Regions from separate parts of the Zea mays genome. Here region 1 is linked to region 2. Evidence: chromatin contacts called from public Hi-C data. All regions are on one chromosome and are shown on one strand. Each heading gives the region's core, a stretch centred on a gene start, on an enhancer-like site or on the middle of the called end of the contact. The rest is flanking DNA. Distances are from core to core; before and after follow the strand shown. Region 1 has its middle 38 kb from the start of LOC100277583. Region 2 has its middle 92 kb from the start of LOC103652077.

The links. A called contact is a pair of places that touch in the nucleus more often than the background predicts.
Region 1: a contact with region 2 is called in a Hi-C map of bundle sheath, with 7 times the contacts expected there. The contact joins two enhancer-like sites. A contact is called at or near these places in 2 of 25 Hi-C or Micro-C datasets (bundle sheath and endosperm).

Annotation. Positions count from the first base shown.
Region 1 is chr3:102,160,429-102,165,660 of Zm-B73-REFERENCE-NAM-5.0, reverse strand. No RefSeq gene overlaps it. Among protein-coding and RNA genes, the nearest start is that of LOC100277583, 38 kb to the right of the region's middle. Within about 2 kb of position 1,985, at least 19 of the 20 cell types and tissues checked have an H3K27ac peak or open chromatin away from gene starts, as enhancers often do. A contact at or near this core is called in bundle sheath, where this site is marked.
Region 2 is chr3:101,903,471-101,908,899 of Zm-B73-REFERENCE-NAM-5.0, reverse strand. No RefSeq gene overlaps it. Among protein-coding and RNA genes, the nearest start is that of LOC103652077, 92 kb to the right of the region's middle. Within about 2 kb of position 2,964, at least 16 of the 20 cell types and tissues checked have an H3K27ac peak or open chromatin away from gene starts, as enhancers often do. A contact at or near this core is called in bundle sheath, where this site is marked.

The DNA.
Region 1 (5,232 bases), core at 736-3,235, 260 kb before region 2:
ATTATTGGGTAAATAAAGGTGATTAAGGGCACAACTTGCATGGGACTTGAGATTCCAGGTACCAACTTGCTCTTCAAGTGACTCGTAACCTCGCGCTAGTCGTAGCAATACAAATAAACAGGGTACATGCAAAATTAATATAACACCAAACATAAGAACAAACTGCATAATAATAATCTACGCGTTGTACCGAGAACCTAGGTTCGAGAACCACTAAAATTGGAGTTACGGTTAGGAAGATATGACTTCTCAAAGTTTTAGGGAATTAATCAGTAAAACTATATTATATGTTCATTAATATAAAGCATGTGAGAAATAGTTAATTAAACTTTAATTCAAGATATAACCTGATCATAAGTTGTATCTTTAGTGAAGTTATATCCCTAAACAGTTAACTTTAATTAGCAAGATAAATCACTAAGCATAGGATAACCAATATCCAATTATATAATAAATAATATGTTGTGAATAATGTTGTTATTTGCGTAGGTAATTTTATTACGAAGCTAGCGCAACTGGAACGGATCAATTCGGAGTTAAAACGGAGATGCTATGAATTTCCGAAGTTTCAAGTGTCGGATAAAAAGAAACTAAAGTGCATAGTTTAAATTTATGTTTCATAATAACATAAGGTTACTAGCTAATAAACAACATTATTATGAATTTATTGCAACTGGAATGGGTTAAAAAGAGTTAAATTCATAGAGTTATGAATTTCCTAAGATTGGGACTTTATTTTTGCATTAAAATTGATTTCTTTATTTATTTTAATCAATTTCCCAGTTATTTGGACTGGGGTCACAAATACAGGAGACCCCAGGGTCTAAACTATAAATTCCAGAGCCTGATTATAGTTTCTGTTAAACTGAAGTGGATTGCGGGTTATTTTCCAAGTTTTCCATGGTGTCTTTTATAAATATGGCACAACTGAAGGGGTATCTGATGATCGTGGCCGCAAGATTAGATCTGAATGGCCACGGTCTAGATCTGAAGCGGTATTCAACGATGTTCGCACGATCCGAAATCGACGGCCCGCGAGACCCTCACACCAGCCAGTACCCCAGTCGTCCGATCGGATCAGACGGTTAGGATTCATTTACGCGTAGGAGTATCACTTATCAGATCTAAGCCATACGCTCACGGATCAACGGACAAGAACAACCCTGACCGTACCGGTAGGCAAACTCCAATCCCAGTCGCAGCCCGCGAGATCAATGGTTACAGTTTAATGAAACACAGATCTAATCCGGACCATGTGTTGGACGATCAACGGCTCCCGGCACAACACCCTAACATCTAATCCTGCCCGGTCGCCAATAAATCTACGCTCCTGCACCATCTTCTACCACGGAGCATAGGGTCACCGTGGCACAGAGTTCTCTCCACGGCGGAGCTCTCACCGGAGTAGGTGATCTTGCGGCCCAGAGCCCCAAGTCCCAATCCGAATGGTGCTACACGTAGAGGAGGCCAGAACGGACTAGTTAGGAGTGTTCTTACCGTCAACCGTTGCGCAGGTGAAGTAGGGCACGACACAAGGCGGAATGCGGCAAGGGAACATCACCGGCGAGCAATTCCGTAGAGCACCGAGGGCCCCAAAGTACGTCGCTTCCACCACCAGTACCACGGGACTTGGCGGTCTTCCAGGGCAGCCCAAGGGGGGGGGGGGGGGGGGGGCACGATTCTGCCGCACGGCAAGCTCCGTGCCGATGGCATCGTACGCACTCTCTCTCCATGCCTTCCCGACGTCGGTGAGATGCTTTCGGTGCACGACCTATGGTATACGGGGGCGTAGAGGCTGCGGTACTTATACCCGAGGGCTCGAGGGGAGGCAAGCGGGCAGTCCCGGGATCCACGAGCAGTTGCGCGGTGGCTGGATTTTGTTAGCCAAGCGCGGTATGCGAAGAGGGGATGAATCTGTCCAGTGGGGTCCTCATGACAGAGGGTGAAGTCGGATGTGTACGCGCGAGGATCCGTCGCTGACGCCAGGGCCCCACACATCGGTGACTAAAGATCGAGGTCAGGGGGAGAAGTGGGCCGCGCGAATGCCCAGAGTTGGGCCACGGATGAGTGGAATTGGCCCAAAGCGCGCAGGCATACATCTTTTTCTTTCTTTTTCATATTTTTCTATTTTCTTTTGTTTATATATATATTTCCAATTTCAAATGGACTTCAAATAAAGCTTTAAATTCTAAGATTAATTATAATGCACAATAAAAAGGATACCATAATGAGAATCAAATCATATCTATTTTAGATGTTTTATTTATTATTTTCTTTATTTAAGTAGATTCTTCCAATTAGTGATGCACACACATAAACATTCCTTTAAACAAAATTACTCTCTGAATGTATGACCTAATATAATTCAATTAATCAACCCTTTGATACCTATTCACTTTAATAAGATAATTTCTGATGTTTAATATTGTTGGGGACTTGTTCTCAAATGCTATGAATTAAGAACAAGGCAACATAAAATGTTAAATATTAATGTCCTTCGTCCGTTGAAACATTATTTCCCCAAGGATTTAATGAACTTCGGACGAAGGTTATAATGACACAATTATGAAGGTTATATCTTCGTAATTGAACTCTCAGAGATAATATAAAATAACACGAGACATAAAGCATTAAAGACAAGTAAATTAGAAGTAAACAACATCATTTACATATTATATAAACTTAAGATATTCAAATATAATGTTTAGATACATTCATACCTCTGCCTTGGCAAAGAATAATTTCCGAGTGATGTGATTGCAATTACAGGAATGCGTGAACAGTAAAGGAATACTGTTCACTATTTATAGGCACAGGACACAGCCTGTGAGCAATTACAATCATACCCCTCATAAAAGTTTACAACAACGACTCAAACTCTTATGGACTAAAAGGTCATTCTATCTTTAAGTCGGTTTGTAATTCCGAAGCTTCATGAACGGCACCCTTCGGCATCACGTACAGACAGCTTCAGCCGAAGCTGTTTCTTCCTGCAGGACCTTCGGCGACGAAGCATGGTCCCAACAGTAGCCCCTTCGCGGTGCTAGATCGTTTTTCGTAACGAGCTTGATCCGTGAAAAAAGTCTCTTAGGCTTCAGGAAGCCGAAGGTCCGAAAAGCACCTTCCCTGAGCTCGTTGTCGAGAAACGATACAGTTTTCGAGTGCGTAGCGGTCCCACCATGCAGGTTCACTATTTTGGTCTTTGCGGCCCACCGCGCAGCGGGTGCGATCAACTGTTTGCCTGGTGTAAAAATCCTGACGATTCATCTTCTTACCTGCAGCACTATATAAACAGACAGGTAGGTGTGAAGTTACCACAACATTCATTGCTATTGCACTGTTTTGCTGCCAAAAATTTTAACCATAGCCGAAGCTTGACTCTCGCATTCAGACGAAGCTCCAGTTTGGTGCCTACTTCGTCAGAAGAAAAGCTTCGGGAGAAAAGGTTATTTAATTCTCAAGAAATCTTTCAAGAAATTCAAAATTAAATGGCCAGAGTGCGCTCTACTGCTAGAGTTGAGCGTGAGGGAGACGAAGCCGAAGGTGCGGAGACTGTTCCTATCTCCGAAGCAATGCAGCGATCCGGATTGGTGACCTCGGAAAGAATCCCCACTGCCGAAATAGAACAAGCTGCTAACGAAGCGGAACAAGGAGATATTGAGGAAGCTGATTCTGACGGTGATTACCATATCGCAGTACCGAGCAAGCCTAGCCATTTGGACTTCGGAAAGTCGACTATCTCCAAGGCTGATTTTTCCAAAATGGTGAAGTCGGGATATTTCAGTGAAGATGAGAAGAAGCTGATTCGCTTCGGGGGAGAGGAAACTACCCCGAAGCCAGAAAAGGATGAAATAGTTATTTTCAAGAGTTTTCTAAAAGCTGGGTTGAGATTTCCTTTAAATAGAATGATTTCTGATGTGCTGCAAAAGTTTGGGATCTATTTTCACCAACTGACTCCTAACGCCATTGTCAGACTTAGCGTTTATATCTGGGCTCTCCGAAGCCAGGCGGTGGAGCCGTTTGCCGACAGCTTCTGTCGAGTACATGAGCTGCATTACCAGACTAAGGCCAGAAAGGATGGGTTGCATGAAAATTTTGGTTGTTATAATTTTGCCTATCGGAAAACCACAAAATTTCCTGTGATTAGCTACCGAAGCAAATGGCCGGCAGGCTAGAAGTCAGAATGGTTTTATGTCAAAGTTGACGAAGACAAAGAGAAGCTGGTACAGAGCCCTCTTGAACTGATCTTCGGAGAAACCAGACCCCGATGCAATATGACAGCAGAAGGTCCAACTTGGACCGCACTGGCTGAATTCAAAATTATTGCAGAACACATTGGCACTAGAGATTTAGTGCAGGAATTTCTGGCCTTCAGAGTATTTCCAACTATGAAGGAGTGGACTATGCCGAAGCTTAAAGGAGAAAAGAAAAAGGGGGAGCTTGTCCGACTACCCTATTATTATAAGTTTAAGAAATATTTTAAAGCACCCTGCCAAGAATGGCTCGATACAATCGAAGTAATGAGTAATGAAATTCTTGGAAATTACTCCAAAAAAGAGGACCAGCTGATGACAGCAGCCTTCGGCACTCGGCCGAAGCGAAGGCTGAACAGGGTGCTTGATGCTATAGGATTTGAATATGTTGATTATGGTCGACTGGGCGGAGATGCTGGAGGCCCGAAGCGAAAAAGAATTGCCAGCGCTGCTGACAAAGAGGTCGCCAAGGTAGCCAAAAAGAAAAGGGAAGATTCTGAAAAACTTAGCCCTGAAGAGTTGAACCCTGAGCCGAAGGTGGCCACTGCAAGAAAGAGGAAAACTGCATCTCTAGAACCAAAAACGTTGGTTCGAGAAGAAGGTACTCCTGCAACGCCTTCTGCTGTTGAAGTAGAAGAGATTATGAAGGTAATGACTGAACCCTTGCCTGTCAAGCTAAATCCGTTGGCGCTGGAACTGACGAAGTTTTTTCAGAAGGACAAGGCAGCTTCGGCAGAAGAAGGTCCTGCACTGCCGAAAAAATGAAGGATTATTCAAATAGCAGATGTAATTCATGGGACACCGTCACCGACATCGGCATCAAGAATTGCTATTGACCAGACTGCCGAAACCACCGAAGCTAAAGGCGCCGCAGCCGAAGCCACCAGAGAGGAAACCTTCGAAGCTGAAACTGGCGCAGCCGAAACTGCCGGGCTGAAACCGGGGCCATAGAAGATCCGAACCTGGAAGACACACTTGA
Region 2 (5,429 bases), core at 1,715-4,214:
CCTAGGATCTTTGGGCCGATTATTTCAAAATCAACCCAAAGATTGGGGGCTTGTGGGGGACAGATATCCCCCGGGTCCACTGGAAGGATAAAAGACCACACAAAAGGCCCAGGGGCCCAATAAATCGTAAGGTCATCCCTTCGTGGGTCTGGGGAGGAACGACCGGTGAAGAAGATTGACATAAGGCCAGATTGGTGCAAGCCCAGACAACCAATTGACTTCGAGCGAGTAATCACAACGGTGACCCGATCTTCCCGCGCTGGAACCCCGTGCAACGGAACCAAGCGAGGATGGGTCGGCGGAACTATAGGGAGATAGGCTCAATTGGTTCACTATCATTTAGGCGCATACTGCCAACATATCTGCATGTAATGCCCCATGGTCGAGTATATAAGGCCTAGGGGGCACCCCTTCAGAACGATCAATCTCACTACTCAGCCATCTACCCCAACTCTCTACATTCCTTGCACTAGAGAGTCCCCTTGTAATCCGCCACATAAAACATTCCCGCCAGGACGTAGGGTGTTACGCATATCTAAGCGGCCCGAACCTGTACACCATTGTTCACAGTTTCTCATGCGCCCTGCACGAACCATCGAGCTATAGTCGGTAACACCATCCTACTCCTAAAAACACCTTGAGGGGCAACCCCGGGTGTGCGGTCGGACCCAAAACACCGACACTATCTGAGGGCTCGGATCGAGCGGAGGTGGGCGGGGTTGGTTTGATCACGGTGGTCGCCCTCGGGCGGCTCTGGCGGGTCGCGGGGAGGTCGCTGGAGCTGCGGGCGAGCTCGGGAAAGTTAGGCGCGGTGCGGAGGGGGTAACTGGGAAGGCGACCGTGCATGAGGGTGGGCTTTGTAGCCACTAGCGGGCACGACACGGGCGTGGGCACGGGGGCGGTCGAGGGCGCGCGGGGGTGCGCTTGTGGGCATGCTCTGGGAGCGTTCCGGAGTGCCAGCCCACGTCGAACATGTGGTGGTTTACTTCTGTCAGTGTTCAACGGCCTGTTTGGTTGCCTTAGCGTGCAGATCTCAGCAAAAGTCCCGTGTACGGTCTCTTCTCTGCACCATATCCTATCTTTTCCATTTGAGTTCCAAGCAAAGATATGGTCGGGGTTGAGAGATATGGGGGTGGGAAGTTGGCTCTGTCCGAGCTGTCCAGACCGAGACAAAAACCGTGTCAAGTAATGTCAACCGACTTAGGGTTTGGTTCAAATTTTTCCAGGGTGTTCTAGAGGTCTTTAGGCGCCATTTTGTTATTTGGGCCCCACAGTTTTGAGGTTTGGAAAAAGGTGAACATGTTTGATCTTTGAAAGAGGGTTGGTTTTGAAAGTGAGAAAAGTCTGATTTTTCTTTTATGTCCTTCTCTTTGGTGACCTTTTTAGGGTTTTTCTGAATTCTTTTTGGGGTCACTCTCTTACTAATATTTGTAGGGTATTAAGTGTACTACAACTTTTATAATTAGCCCAAGTCATGATAATGTGGTTTACATTGCCTTTTTGCTATACTCCCCTCTAGGGCTCCATTTGCCTAAGGAAGTTGAATTAGGGTTTGAGCCCTTCTCTCCTCTTTAGGTGCATGATAAGGCCAAGGCATGACTTCTAAGATGGGTTACACCTTCTTAGGATCTTGATCCCCAAGTTTGGTGTCTTTTGCTCAAACTAAACCACATGTGATGATGGGTTCAATAGTGTAGGCTTGAGTGAAATCCCTAAGTAACACCTGGGTGTTACATGCATGGCCCTTAGACACTTTCGAGGTGAATGGCTAGGGATCCACTACGAGGCATTTACAAAGTTCTACTAGCTTCAGAAAACCCGCTATGGTTTCTGAGAAGAGGAATATAGGAATTCCGCGTCGAAAAAGCCATCGCAGCATGATCGACCCGAGAACCTCCCTATACGCAGCTCCTCTACCGGCCTTGCCCCTTTCTGTTAAGGTAGTCCTCCACTAACTTTCCTAATTAGTCAGCCAAGGACGTCCCATTCCACCCTTGTGGTAGCACGGTTATCTCAAGTTAAGCTCCATGTTCCAATTAACACAATGATGTTGTCATGAACAACATTAATTAAAACAATAGCAAAATTGGAACATGATCATAATTCAAATGTAACATTAATCCCAAAACCACGTAGAGCAATAGCATATACTACCCAAAAGTTTAATGGTAAGCAAGGTGTGGGATAAACAATACTAGGGAAACCTAGTAGGTCCCATCAAAATTAACCTGAGCATGTCACAGTGATTAATAGGAACATTATTAGGTAGAGAAAAGTGATCAAGGGCACAACTTGCCTTAGACTCGAGATTCCCAAATACTTCACCACTTGGTCTTCAAGCGACTCGTAACCTCGTTGCTACTCGTAGCAATACAAACAGACATGGTATAGGCAAAACTAACATCACACCAAACATAAGAACAAATTGTATAATAATGTTCTATGTATCATAACGAGATCGTAGGTTCGAGAATTACTAAATTCAGAGTTACGGTTAAAGAGTTATGATTCTCTGAAGATTTAGGTGTTAGATATAGAACAAATTAAGTGCATAATTTTTAACCTATGTTTCATGACAAAATAATGTCACTAGATAATAAACAATATTAATGCGAATTTAATGCAACTGGAATGGATCAAAAAGGAGTTAAAATTAATTACATATGAATTAAACAAGTTTCTCGAATTATTTTCATACTAAGAAATCATTTTTTGGCTTATTTAATAAGCCTGGGGATATATTTGGGTAATGGATACAAAAACCCGAGAACACAGGGTGTGTTTTATAAAATTCCAGGGCACAACCGCAATTAATCTACACCTGACCAGACGGTGGGTTGATTTATGTAAAGTCCAAGGGCTCATACGCAAAACGGGCTGGCCGAAAGGGTATGGATGGATCTCAGCCAATCGATCTGCAATGAAGGGCTCGGATTAAATCTAACTCACACATCGAACCAGTATGCAACAGGGGCCACAGGATCCGCGATCAATGGCCCAAATATATCCCCCACTTTTGTCGAACCGGTACGCGTCGCTGCCCTTCGGATTCGAAATCAACGGACACGATTTAGTGAGTACCCATCTATTCAGAACCATCAGATGTTGATTCGAGGGCCCCGACCAATCGCTCCTGAGCTGCATCTTAGGCTAATTCGGGCCGTTTGTCACACGTCCAACGGCTGTCGTCCTTTCATCTACCTCCGACAGCGCGGCACGGAGGAAGAAATAAGGCACCGCCCCGAGCTCGCCAACGTGATGTGCATAGGTGCCAGTGGTGCATGTATTCACGGACGGACATATGCAATACACAATACGAAGTAGGACGAATGAATGGAGGTAGCAATTAACGGTGAATACACAACGTCGAACCCCAGCCACGACAACACGCGGGACCGCGACGGAGCAACAACTCCAACCAGCAATCACTAGGGTCCCGACGGCAAAACTCCCGTGCTATGGTCACACACCCCTTCCCCAGGTCCTGGGCAAGCAGGACGGCACGACCAACAAGGCTTGGAGGTGAGTAGGTGACCAAACCACAAGGAGGCCTCGCCGGTAGTCCTCTTCTCCGCTCTCTCTCACGGTGGCGGCAGAAGCTTGCACACAGCGAATAGATGGAGGAGGGGGATCCAACTTCGAGTTTTCTTTGACCTCAAACCAAACCAAACGTTTTCTATAGATGCTAGCGAGTCGTCCAAGGGTGGCGGCAACGAAATCCTGGATCCGCGCGAGAATCACGGCCTCGCTCGACCGCACGCGTGAATCTGTTGAGCGTGGTGGTTGCGGCAGGGATCACAGGGCTTCCCCACTGCCCGGTGACGGCACCAATCGATCTAGCACGAGTGAGACCGACGGGTGGGTCCGCGCGACAGAAGCAGGTGCATGGGCGGACGCACGGGTGAATTCGCTCTCTGATGAACAGGCCCGACCCATCAGGGAGAGTGACACGGTGGTTCTACTGTCAAGCGGGCCCATGCTGTCGGTCTCGGCGTTAGTGGATTGGGCCGCGTGGGTGTGTGCCGAGTTGGGCTAAGGGATGAGGAAGTCTGTCTAGCGAAGTTAAGCTTTTTCCTTTTCCTTTTTCTTTATTCCTTTTTATTTTTATATTTCATATTTGAATTTGATTCAAGTTTACCTCAAATTTTGAAAATGCATCAGAACATGTTTTTGCATAAATATTTCATTTATTTTCATTGTATTTGTTTATTCATGAATATTTTAAACTACATAGTTAATGAAAGGAATATCGCACTTGTTTTAAAACACATAAAAAATCTTCTTGTTATTATATATTTAAATCATATGTCTCATCTACTATTACATAATTTTATACTAAAGGGTAGTTTTATCTCGACCTATCTAGAGAATTTCTCCTATTATTTTATCCCAAAAGAAAAGTTTAACTCATAATTCTTCTATGTATATTCCAATCCAAAAATAATTTAATATCTATGTATCTTTTATTTTAGGAAATATTCATTTTGGGACATTTTTACTTATAATTTCTAAAGTAGAATTTTGGGTGTTACACCTCATCATCGACAGCTCTAGTTACAACTCCGGAATTTGTTGTGGCTACTAGAGAATGAGCATCTTTGAACCTTGTGGAACGGAAACGAAAACCATTGACATCATACCGACCATAACGTCTGACAGATACTACTCCTAGGGACAATTGTCGAAGGTCCGGGTGTATATTTTCATTTATATCTACATAATCTCCAAACCAACACAAGAAATTAGGTCCCCCATCTTTTCCCTCTCGATGAATCTGATCACGTTCACGACCAGACATCTAATTTTGAGAATCAAATTCACTGTTAGTACAAGGAAACAAACATTTTAGGATAAGAAAAACAAGGATAGCGACAATGACTAAAAATTAAGTTTACACTTATAGGAGAAACTGACTCATCTCTTCCATGTTGTTATACATGTAGAGTAAAGCAGTCTTCCATTCGTCATTGGTAAAACAGTATGCTGTGCTGGGTCCTACAGTTTTGCCCCTCCATTGAAAATTTTCAAGATCACTGATAGGGGGCTCGTCGACATGATACCGCAACGCAGGGGCATTGACATTGTGTTCCTCTGCAAAGTACAGGCCCGTGAACAATGCTATCTTTTTGTATTTGAATTCTTCAGCAATGCACCCTTCAACTCATCTCTTATTACCAACCATTGCACGTAGCTTCTTTAGTGTCCTTTCGATGTGATACATCCATCTATACTGCATAGGACCACCTACATTAGCTTCATCTGGTAGGTGAACAAGTAGATGTTGCATCGGATTAAAGAAACCTAGAGGAAATATTTTTTCAAGTTTGCATACCAAAACCGGTATTTGTTGCTCAAGCTTCTCCATCATCTCTTTCTTTATTTCTTTAGCATAAAGATGTCTATAAAAGTAGCTTAGCTCCGCTAATGCT